Regions from separate parts of the Bos taurus genome. Here region 1 is linked to region 2. Evidence: chromatin contacts called from public Hi-C data. All regions are on one chromosome and are shown on one strand. The core of a region is the stretch at or near the end of the contact, and the rest is flanking DNA. Distances in the headings are between cores, read along the strand shown. Region 1 overlaps GPD1L (glycerol-3-phosphate dehydrogenase 1 like). Region 2 has its middle 44 kb from the start of OSBPL10.

The links. Hi-C and Micro-C count contacts between places; a contact is called where the count stands out from the background.
Region 1: a contact with region 2 is called in a Hi-C map of skin fibroblasts, with 4 times the contacts expected there. The contact joins two enhancer-like sites. A contact is called at or near these places in 4 of 11 Hi-C or Micro-C datasets (liver, skeletal muscle, skin fibroblasts and 1 more).

Annotation. Positions count from the first base shown.
Region 1 is chr22:6,636,760-6,642,735 of ARS-UCD2.0, forward strand. GPD1L (glycerol-3-phosphate dehydrogenase 1 like) reads left to right here. Exons shown (of 8, transcript NM_001100363.2): 5 at 1,126-1,238. Among named protein-coding and RNA genes, the nearest start is that of GPD1L, 46 kb to the left of the region's middle. Within about 2 kb of position 1,337, at least 11 of the 102 cell types and tissues checked have an H3K27ac peak or open chromatin away from gene starts, as enhancers often do.
Region 2 is chr22:6,541,389-6,546,844 of ARS-UCD2.0, forward strand. No RefSeq gene overlaps it. Among named protein-coding and RNA genes, the nearest start is that of OSBPL10, 44 kb to the left of the region's middle. Within about 2 kb of position 3,588, at least 5 of the 102 cell types and tissues checked have an H3K27ac peak or open chromatin away from gene starts, as enhancers often do.

The DNA.
Region 1 (5,976 bases), core at 87-2,586, 93 kb after region 2:
TAGTGGCATCCAGAATAAGCAGAGCTGACACATCTGTGGGTCCACTGGGAGGCAGTGCTGTGCTCCTTCCTATCTTCTTGTGGGGTCCAGCAGGCCAGCTGGGTGTGTTCCCACAGTGAAGGCAGATGGACATGGGAACCAGCCCTGCTGCTGCACAAATGGGCTTCAAATTCTGCTGTGTCAGGTCTGGTCCCATGAGCCAAAGCCAGTCATGTAACTGGCTCAGGTGGTAAAGAATCCGTCCACAATGCAGAAGACTCGGGTTCGATCCCCGGGTCAGGCAGATCCCCTGGAGAAGGGAATGGCTACCCACTCCAGTATTCTTGCCTGGAGAACCCCATGGACAGAGGAGCCTGGCAGGCTAAGTCCACGACTAACACTTTCACTTTCACCAAAGCCAGTCATGTGACTGACCCCAAGGGTGGGGAAATTGTCTCATCCACTGAGTCCAGGCACATCCTGAGGTTAGTCCTAGCATTGGTGGAAAGGGAGGTACTTTTGTGGAGGGAGCCTCTAAGTGTTTATGGTAGGAAACAGTTGCAACAATTTTAGATCTCAAACAATAGAAAGACACTTAGATAAAATATTATGCATGTATGCAATAAAATACAAAGCAGCCATTTGTTAATAAAATAATGTAGAAAATATAGGATATCACTGAAAATTATTCCTGCCGTAAATAGGAGAAAGCTGATTGTGAAATCCACATTATGTTCTCAATTGAGAAAAACTATGTATATTCCAATTTTGGTAAGTTAGAGATATATGTCAAATTGTTGATTTTATCTGTGGTGGGATTGTGGAATATTTTTCTGTTTCTAGTCCTGTGACTATGAAATTTCCTATCAGGAACATATGTCACTTTTGTAATGAGAAAAAGGTCTTTTTAAAAAGATTTTTTATTGGCTTAAAAAAATTTTTTTTTTAAATTTTGGGTCACACCCCAGGGCATGAGGGGATCTTAGTTGCCCAACCAGGAATGGACCTGTGCGCCCTGCATTGAGTGCGCGGAGTCTTAACACAGGACCACCAGGGAAGTCCAAAACTCATTTTAAACTGTGTTAGATGCGAAAGTTAAGACGAGAGGCCATTATTAATTTCCTGTTTTTTCTAACCTTTCAATAGGCAGCAAGATAATGGAGAATGGCCTTCTCTTCAAAGAACTTCTGCAGACTCCAAATTTTCGAATTACGGTGGTGGATGATGCAGACACGGTTGAACTGTGTGGTGCCCTGAAGGTAAAGCAGCCCTGTCGTTTCTGCTTACGGGAGGCGTCCTCACGCAGGGCCACTGCCAGCGTCATTGCACCCCATGCTAAGAATGAGCTCTGTGTTCTGCGCTCGTACTTCTGGGGAGAATAGTGAATTGGCAGCGTTGTCTGTCACTTCCCGCTCGGCCCCAGCCTTTCCTGGGTGGTTAGATTTCCTCTCGCAGTTATGGCGGGCTTCTGTTTGTAAATCTGGGAGCACTGTGCTAGTTTGTTCTCTGGGAAGTGGACGGCATGAACATTTGGAAAGCCAGGGGCATACTCTGACTGTAGAGTCTTACTTGGAAGCCAAGTATTCTATAATTCCTACATTTCTCCTATGTGTTTTCTTGAGCAGGAAGAGGAACTTGGTCACTCTGGATGATCTATTGGTTTGATGGTATGGTTGGTTGTTGTTTTTAAAGAAGAAAAAACAATCTGCTGCAGGCAGGTTTTTCTAAGAATAGCTTAATCTTTGCCTGTAAAGGGAAAAGATCAGATTAAAGAGGCAGCTTCTGTCATCTAGTGACTTGAGAGAGTCAAGGGAAATTTCCATGTTTGGACTTGGGCTCCTGACTTATAACCCTCTGCCTTTAAAAGTTGTGGTCAGGGAACTTGACCTGACCACAATGGACCCCAAAATGTGGGACCACATTTCCTAGTGGTCCAGTGGTTAAGACTTCTCCTTCTACTGCAGAGGGTACAGGTTCGTTCCCTGGTGGGAGAGCTAAGATCCCGCATGCTTTGCAGCCAGAAAACCAAAAATAAACAACAGGAGCAATATTGTAACAAATGCAATAAAAACGTTAAAAATGGTCCACGTGAAAAAAAAATCTCAGAAGGAAGTCATGATTGGGGTTCCTCTCTGTCCTGACAGTGGGCAGTAGCCAACAGGGCTGTAACATCTGTACATTCTCCCCTTGGAAGCAGAGCTGCCTGAGCTGCCATATCAAAAACAAGGGAAAATACAGAGCTTCCCTGTGAATGAGTCACTTTTGAGTCATTTCTTTTGTAGCAGAAGCTACTTTTCAAGAATTTGAGCACCGAGGGAAGGAAATTAATCTGACGTTCGCCTTACTTTGTCAGGTGAAAATTGCAAAGATCAAAAGAATGCAGGGAGACCCGTCCATAGGGCACTTTCTCAGGCTCTCTGCAAATTGTACGTCTTTTCTTCTAGTAATAATTTAAAACCACTTAATGTCGCGTGTGTATGTGTAGTCACGTCTCCATACAATGAGAGTTTTAAAAATTGAAGCCAACGAAAGACTTGGGCCCCCAGGCAGCCCGCGTTCATCTTTCCAAATGCTGTCAGGGAATTCTCACTTTGCACGCAGCCTGTTATACATTGAAGATGCTGGCTTTGGCTGCATTCTTTATTATTGTTGGGTGAGGTTTTTATGCGTTTTTAATAGACCTTCATTAAACTAATGGGTGGTCTCACTGCTCAGCACGGCCCATGTGCTCCAAAACTGTCATGAAGTGACTGGGTTTTATTTTGGGTGGTGGATGGAGAAGCTCTGAAAACCCACCCAGAACAAAGGTGCAGAGGAAGAGGGTGGGAGAGAAGAAAGAGTCTAGATTGAGGGCCCTGGAGAAGCTTCTGCGGGTGGAACCATGTGCTGGCCCTGCTTGTGAACTGCACGGCTTTTCAGTTCTGTTGGCAAGAAGCCTCCTGCTACCATGACAGAGTGGTTCGTTGGGGGCAGCGGTAGATGGGGATTGAGAACCATTTATCATCCTGCCCCTGGCTTTCCTTTCAACCAGGAGTGGTTACCATCATTCCTGCCAGCCTGCATCAGAGCTGGGAGCTTTAAAAACTGAGAGGCAGGTTCTTGGGCAGTAACTGAGGCTAACCATCCCATCGGATCGATAAGGAGGCAGAGCGCCAAAGAGTGAATGACTCAAATGTAGCAAATACTAGCTCGGTCAGAACGTGAACGTGGGTTTGAAGAATCCGTCCGGGGTTCTGTGGTTACTCTGGATGACCTGACTTTTCTCGTTTGTGTCCAGGCGGTTGAATGAAATGAAGTCCTCTCTTGCTAGAGCCTGCCCAGCAAGGGCACATGGGCCTATTTTTCCTTAATTACATAATTAATAGTTTTGTTTTCTTCCTGATTATACCTCTCTGTAGTATTCTTCCATACTACAGAGAGGTGTAGAGAAGAAAGTGAAAATGACTAATGATCTCTGCATCCTGAGATAATTGCTGTTAATGATTGTCATCTACCCTTCCAGTCTTTTTAGTAAGCACAAGTATGTCCATGTCCCCTCTTTTAAAACAAGTGCATCTTACTTTTCAAGTAGTTTATGTTTTACCTTTTTAAAAAAGTTTTTTGAACTATAGTTGGTTTGCAGTGTTGTGTTTATTTCTGTTAAACAGCAAAGTGAGTCAGTTATACACATATAATCATTCTTTTTTGGATGTTTTAGTTTTTTCACAGTAACAACCTTTAGTCATGTTCTCTATTCTAAAAAAGTTTTCAAGTACACTTTTTTCATGCTCAAAAACGTGAGGGCGTTTGAGGTACCAAAAAAGAAAAAAAGGGCGAGGTGGGGCGGGGAGAGAAAGAAAGATAACAGCTCCCTACAATGTTGAAAGAAAAGGAACATTCAAAGGAATTATACAAAATCATTTTGTACCAGTGCATCTTACACCCTTCAGAATGTCCTTCATCTCTTAGCTACATTAATCTCTTAATTGGTAAGTGAGTATTCTTTTTTAAATATCACCTTTATTTAGGGAGGCCTGGCGTGCTGCAGTCCATGGGGTCAGAAAGATTCAGACACGACTGAGTGACTGAACCGAACTTATTTAAGCAAAATCCATGTACATTAAATGGTGTTGATTTAAATACATGATACAATAGGTTTTAACAGTTGGGTATATACACCCTGAACTTCATCACTCAAATACATTTCCATCACCCCAGGCAACTCCATAAGTGTCTTTATACTTTACTCCTCCCTCCCAAACCAGCAGCCACCAATCTGCTTTTGTTCACTGTAGAATTTTTATAATACACATATACAGTATGTACTCCTCTGTGTCTGGCTTCTTTCCGTTGGGGTGTATTTTTTAATGTAACTTTTAAGATGTTGTTCTTCATACAGAAAAGTATAAAAATCATAAGTATTTAGCTCAACCTGTTGTTATTTTTAATAAATGGTTTATCAAGATTGTTTCATTAACAGAGACCCAAAATAATAGGGACTGAACAAGGTAGAACTTTCTTTCTTGTGCAGAAATCCTAATTCCATATGAATATTCCACTCCACAAAATTCTCAGGGACCTAGGCTCCCTCCAGCTCATGAGAGATGACCCTTGTCCTCATGTTCTAAGATGGTGACCAGGGCTCCAACCATCACATCTGCCTTCTAGGCAACAGGATGAAAAAAGAAACAAAGACAAAGGGCATGGGACTTAAGGCATTCTGGGGAGTTTCAGTGTAACATTTGGCTTTATTTTTTATTTTTTTGGCCATACCCTGTGGCATGTGGAATCTTAGCTCCCTGACCAGGGATTGAACCCACACCCCCTGCAAGGGAAGACAGAGTCTTAAATAACCACTGACTGCCAAGGAAGTCCCTGGCTTCATCTTAATAGGCAGTTAGTACTTAATTGTGGAAAAGGCAATGGCACCCCACTCCAGTACTCTTGCCTGGAAAATCCCATGGATGGAGGAGCCTGGTGGGCTGCAGTCCATGGGGTCGCTAAGAGTCGGACACGACTGAGCAATTTCCCTTTCACTTTTCACTTTCATGCACTGGAGAAGGAAATGGCAACCCACTCCAGTGTTTTTGCCTGGAGAATCCCAGGGACAGGGGAGCCTGGTGGGCGGCCGTCTATGGGGTCGCACAGAGTCGGACATGATTGAAGTGACTTAGCAGCAGCAGCAGCAGCAGTAGCAACAGCAGCAGTACTTAATTGTACTCCCTGCTGCAAGGGAGGTTGAGAATTTTTCCACCCCCCTGGGAAAAATACATTTGCATGAAAATCAGGGACTCAGGCTCTAGAAGAGGAGAGTATTTTGGGAGAGACACCCATCACCTCTGCCACAGATGCGCAGTGTTCTCTGCAGGGCTGTCTGTACTGAGGCTCACCACCCTAGCTGTAGGGTGTGTGGGTTTCCTCCAGGCCTTTGGCTGTGATGAATGTGCTATGGGTCAGTCTGGTACCCAGTTTCTAGCCAAGGCTCCAGCTAGCACCTAGTAGCATATGTGGCTGTTTTCATTTACATGCAAATTAAAACTCTTTTAAAAAATTCAAAATTCTGTTTCAGAGTCACAGTAGCAGCATTTCAGACTCAGTAGTCACATGAGTCTCGTGAGTCTCAAGGTCTAGTGGCCACTCTGTTGGACAAGCAGGTATCAAACGTACCTCTCGTCAGGGTGCCCAACCTGTGGGGCTGAGTGTGGACTTGACCTTGGACCTCCTGGACATCTCAGATGGGTGACCTTACTCAGGGCTTGACCTACAAACCACAGGTGATACCTTGCCTGCAGTTAGTTAGCCTCCACTCTGCAGGTTTCCTCTAGGATAGATGCACTTGGAGGTGACCTTGGAAAGAGTCAGATGGACTCAGAAAATTCTGACTTGGGTTTCAGTGGGGCAGTTCTTCTGAGGTGGTGGGAGTGTTTGCATAATCTGCAGGTAGCGTGGGCTGCTCCTCCAGTTTTACAGTTTGGGTGGAAACAAAAGACAGTGAGCCCCGTCGACCCGCTGTGATGC
Region 2 (5,456 bases), core at 2,338-4,837:
TTAATAACTGAAGAGAAGTGAGTTATACAAAATTATTCAGGGACTTCTCTGGTGGTCCGGTGGCTAAGACTCTGCGCTATCAATGCAGGGGGCCTGGGGTCGATTCCTGGTCAGGGAACTAGATCCCACATGCCACAACTATAGCTCAGGGAGCTCAGCTCGGTGCTCTGTGATAACCTAGACGGGTGGAGTAGGAGGGTGTGAAGGGGGCTGAAGAGGAGGGGATACATGCATACATATGGTTAATTCATGATGTTGTACAGAAGAAACTACCACAACATTGTAAAGCAATTATATTCCAGTAAAAATAAAATAAAGATCCCACATGCCGCAACGAAGATAAAAGATTCAAAGATGGGAGACTCCATGTGCTGGAACAAAAAGCTGGAGCACCCAGATAAATATATGCTGCTGCTGCTGCTAAGTCGCTTCCGTCGTGTCCGACTCTGTGTGACCCCATAGACAGCAACCCACCAGGCTCCCCCGTCCCTGGGATTCTCCAGGCAAGAACACTGGAATGGGTTGCCATTTCCTTCTCCAATGCATGAAAGTGAAAAGTGAAAGTGAAGTCACTCAGTCGTTCCCGACTCTTTGCGACCCAATGGACTTCAGCCTACCAGGCTCCTCCGTCCATGGGATTTTCCAGGCAAGAGTGCTGGAGTGGGTTGCCATTGCCTTCTCCGTTATTGATGTACAATTTATATATCACAAAATTCACCCATTGTAAATTCATTCACCCAATGATTTCCAGTAGACTTACAAAGTTGAATGATCATCACATTCAAATTTTTTTTTTTAAGAGTGTTTCTTACTCACTTTATTTACTTATGAGTGGCATATGGAACCTTATTTCCCCAAACCACACTTCCTGCATTGAAAGTGTAGAGTCTTAACATTTGATTTTTAGAACACCCCTTCAGCCAATTCCCTAGAGCCCTTTTGCAGACAATCCCATTATCCATATCTGGCCCCAGGCAGCCACTGATCTACTTTTTTTTTTATTTATTTTTAATCAAAGGATAATTGCTTTACAATATCATGTTGGTTTCTGACATACATCCACATGAATCAGCCATAGGTACCATATGTCCCAAGTTTGCCTTTTCTCAACACTTTATATAAATGGAATCATGCTATGTATAGTTTCTTGCATTTGGCTTTTTTCACCTAGCATAATGTTGTCAAGATTCATCAATTCTGTAGCACATCTCAGGATACTGGTATCCTAACTGGCATAATAATACCTTTTGCATATTGGAGCTTTAATAAGTTTTGAGATTGAACAACATAAATCCTCCAATTTTGATTTTCCTTTTCAAAACTGTTTGGTTCTGCAAGGTTATTTGTATTTCCATATACATTTTCCGATCAGCTTATCAATTTCTACAAAAAACAGTCTGTTGAGATTTTGATAAGAATTGTATTGAATTAAGTCAGTTTTGGGGAAATTGCCATCTTAACAATAACAAGTCTTCCAGCCCATGAACTTTGATGTGTATTTATTTAAATCTTCTTTCATTTCCCTCAGCAATATTTTGTTGTTCTCAGTGTATATATCTGGCAGTCAGTTCAGTTCAGTTCAGTCGATCAGTCGTGTCCGACTCTTTGCGATCCCATGAACCACAGCACACCAGGCCTCCCTGTCCATCACCAACTCCCAAAGTCCACCCAAACCCATGTCCATCGAGTCAGTGATGCCATCCAGCCATCTCATCCTCTGTCATCTCCTTCTCTTCCTGCCCTCAATCTTTCCCAGCATCAGGGTCTTTTCAAATGAGTCAGCTCTTCTCATCAGGTGGCCAAAGTATTGGAGTTTCAGCTTCAACATCAGTCCCTCCAATGAACACCCAGGACTGATCTCCTCCAGGATGGACTGGTTGGGTCTCCTTGCAGTTCAAGGGACTCTCAAGAGTCTTCTCCAACACCACAGTTCAAAAGCATCAATTCTTCAGTGCTCAGCCTTCTTCACAGTCCAACTCTCACATCCATACATGACCACAGGAAAAACCATAGCCTTGACTAGACAGACCTTTGTTGGCAAAATAATGTTGCTGCTTTTTAATACACTGTCTAGGTTGGTCATAACTTTCCTTCCAAGGAGCAAGTGTCTTTTAATTTCATGGCTGCAGTCACCATCTGCAGTGATTTTGGAGCCCAGAAAAACAAAGTCAGCCACTGTGTCCACTGTTTCCCCATCTATTTGCCATGAAATGATGGGACCGGATGCCATGATCTTCATTTTCTGAATGTTGAGCTTTAAGTCAACTTTTTCACTCTCCTTTTTCACTTTCATCAAGAAAAAGGAGACTTCTTTTTCCTGTTTATCCTTTCATACCTTTTGAATTTTGTACCATGTACAAGTAAGTATTCCTATACACACGCACATGCACATACTTTTATTTTATAAAAATGCTTGTATCATAAGGAAACATAGTCACAAACAAGCTGAGAGTCACAGAAACAAGCTTTGTGTTGGAAGAAATGCTGGGAGTCGGGCATTGTTCCTGGCTCCATGGCCTTTAAGCTCAAGGAGTTGGTCCTCACTAAGATTCTGTAAGAACTTTAATATTCTTTAAGGAATTCTTTTTCTTTTTTAATATTTATTTTTATTTATTTACTTGGATGCACCAAGTCTTTGTTGCGGCATGCAAGATCTAGTTTCCCGACCAGGAATAGAACGCATGCCTCCCGCACTGATAGGCTGGAGTCATAGCCACTGGATCACCAGTGAAGTCCGTAAGGGGTTTCTATTCTGCTTAATATAACTTCAACGTAGAACCCAGATTGATGTTGTCAGCTACAAATTGGTACTTGTCACGGGCACTCACCATGTACCTCTACAAAGATTAAATCAGGTAATGCAGCAGTTGCTGATTTTCAGCCCCTTCCCTCCCCCCGCCCCATAGTAGGTGAGGCTGGAGAGAAGGAACGAGGCACTCTGTGCTCTGGGAAAAACTGAGAGAACAGGTCTTTAGACAGTTAGATATTTTCAGGAGCTGATTTTATCAGCCCAGTTCTTGTATCTCCTCATATCTAGAAAAGCAGTTAATCCCTGCATGATGACATCAGCTCCTCCTGACTAGCAGAAGACTTTTGCAAAGATAAATATTTGTTGCATGAACTCCCCCTTCACCAAATCATACATACATCGACTTTCTTCTCACCCCCCACCTCTTTGGAGCAGCCTCTCAGAGCGACCTGAGGTGCTGTCTCCCGGGCTGCAGTCCTCATTTTGCCCCCAGTAAAGCTTAACTCACAACTCTCACGTTTTGCATTCTTTTTAAGTGAACAATGTGATTATAGGAATGCCTAAAGGGACAGCTGAGGGAAGTGTGTGTGTCTCAAAGGTCCCTTAATGACTATTACCCCCGGGGGCTTCCTACCACACACGGCACTGGTCATTAAAGAAAACCCTGCATCAACTGGTATCTGCAGCACGTTTGGCATCTTGAACAAAAGATTGTTCTTGGAAAACGGCCAGCGATGCTGCTAACGTTCTCTCCTTTCCAAATAGGAGCCCTCACAGCTGAACTTTGCAGGTGGCGCTCAGCTTCTGCTATATTTAGCCAAGCGTGCTAAGCGGAGGAAGCAGGCAGGACTGAAATTCCCCAGAGGTCCCCCTCACTTCCTCAGTGACACCCTCACTCCTGGGCCAGAGACACTGCAACTGCATCCACAGATCTGCCTCAGACCCCAGACAGGCTACTGTCATGCCCAGAGAGGACAAGCTCTGGAGTTCTGGGATACAAACTTGAGTGAGAATAGCCATGGCTTGCGGAGCCATACTTTGTTAATAAAACAGTATGTGAATTAATACCCTACATTGGCTATTATGTATGAAAATTATAAAATATGGATTGGAAAACACAGATAAAACTCATCAGGGCTGACTGAAGTCAGGGCAAAGAGAGGAGAGGAATAGGGGTGGGACTCCAGCTTCATCTATAATGCTTCATATTTGTTAATAAGAAGATGATATGCATATCAGACAAAACAGGTAAGTTATTAATTCCTGATGCTGGGGAACTTCCCTGGTGGTCCAGTGGTTGGGACTCAGCTCTCTCACTGATGAGAGCCTGAATTAGTGAACTAAAATCCTGCAAGCCGGGCTTCAAGGTCAAAAAAGCAAGCAACCAACCAACCAACAACTTGGTGTTGTAAATGGGAATATTTGCTAAATTTTTCTCTATATTTTTCAATACGCTTAGCTCAAAAAACTAATAGAAAATTGAATGTGTTCAGATTTTGGTTTTTGGTTTTTGGGTTTTTTTTTTTTGGCTGAACCATCAGGGATCAAACCTGGGCCCAAGGCAGTGAAACCCTGAAGTCCTAACCACTGGACCTCCAGGGGATTCCCACCCCTCCCTCCTTTTTTTAAGCTCTTTTTGGAATGTGTTCAGATTTTAACCAAGAGGATGTTGTGCAGAATCCTGCAAAAAATGGAAACGCTCCTTCAGGCATCATAATTTAGCTTCTTTTCACAGCAAGACTCCAGTAGTCATGTATGGATGTAAGAGCTGAACAATTAAGAAGGCTGAGCGCTGAAGAATTGATGCTTTCAAACTATGGTGCTGGAGAAGACTCTTGAGAGTCCCTTGGACTGCAAGGAGGTCAAACCAGTCAATCCAAATGGAAATCAACCCTGAATATTCACTGGAAGGACTAATGCTGAAGCTGAAGCTGAAGCTTTGGCCACCTGATGCTGGGAAAGATAGAAGGCAGGAGGAGAAGGGGACAACAGAGGACGAGATGGTTGGATGGCATCACCGACTCAACAGACATGCATTTGAGCAAGCTCTGGGAGATGGTGAAGGACAGGGAAGCCTGGCATGCTGCAGTCTATGGGGTCACAAAGAGTTAGACACGACTGAGCGCCTGAACAACAGCAATAACACAGCAAGACAAGACCTAGAGTTTCGTCCTTCCTATTCTGCTCCCGGTGTAGCAAAGGGAAGAATGGAGAGCCATCTTCCATCCTTCAGCCACCTTGGCCGTCAGAAAATACCTAGTCACTGGGTTCTGGAAGTGGGTCCTGAATGTGGATGCAGGCTCAGCCTGGGATGAGGGAAAACACTTGAGAATCTTCCTCCCTGTTCATGACGGCCCCACTGCTTCACCCAGTCATCTCTTTAGCTAGTATCTTTCAACCCACCTCTCAGCCTAGAGCTCACATGGTCCTGCTCAGGAAGGGAGAAATACAGACGGCCTCTCACATGCACACATGCTCACACAGGTAGATGTGGGGGGTCAGCTTGGTCTTGACTTCAAATATCTGTCTAACTGTGGGTCACGGCCAAAACGTGTGAGTGCTGCTATCCTAAGCAACGCAAACATCACATGACCAAGTCAGAAATCTTCCTCTCATTCATTTTCTTCTCTCTAAATGTCTGAAAAACTCCCTCCCCGACTGTCTCCATCTCGGTAAATGATACCAGCATCCAATCCAAGTGCTTCAT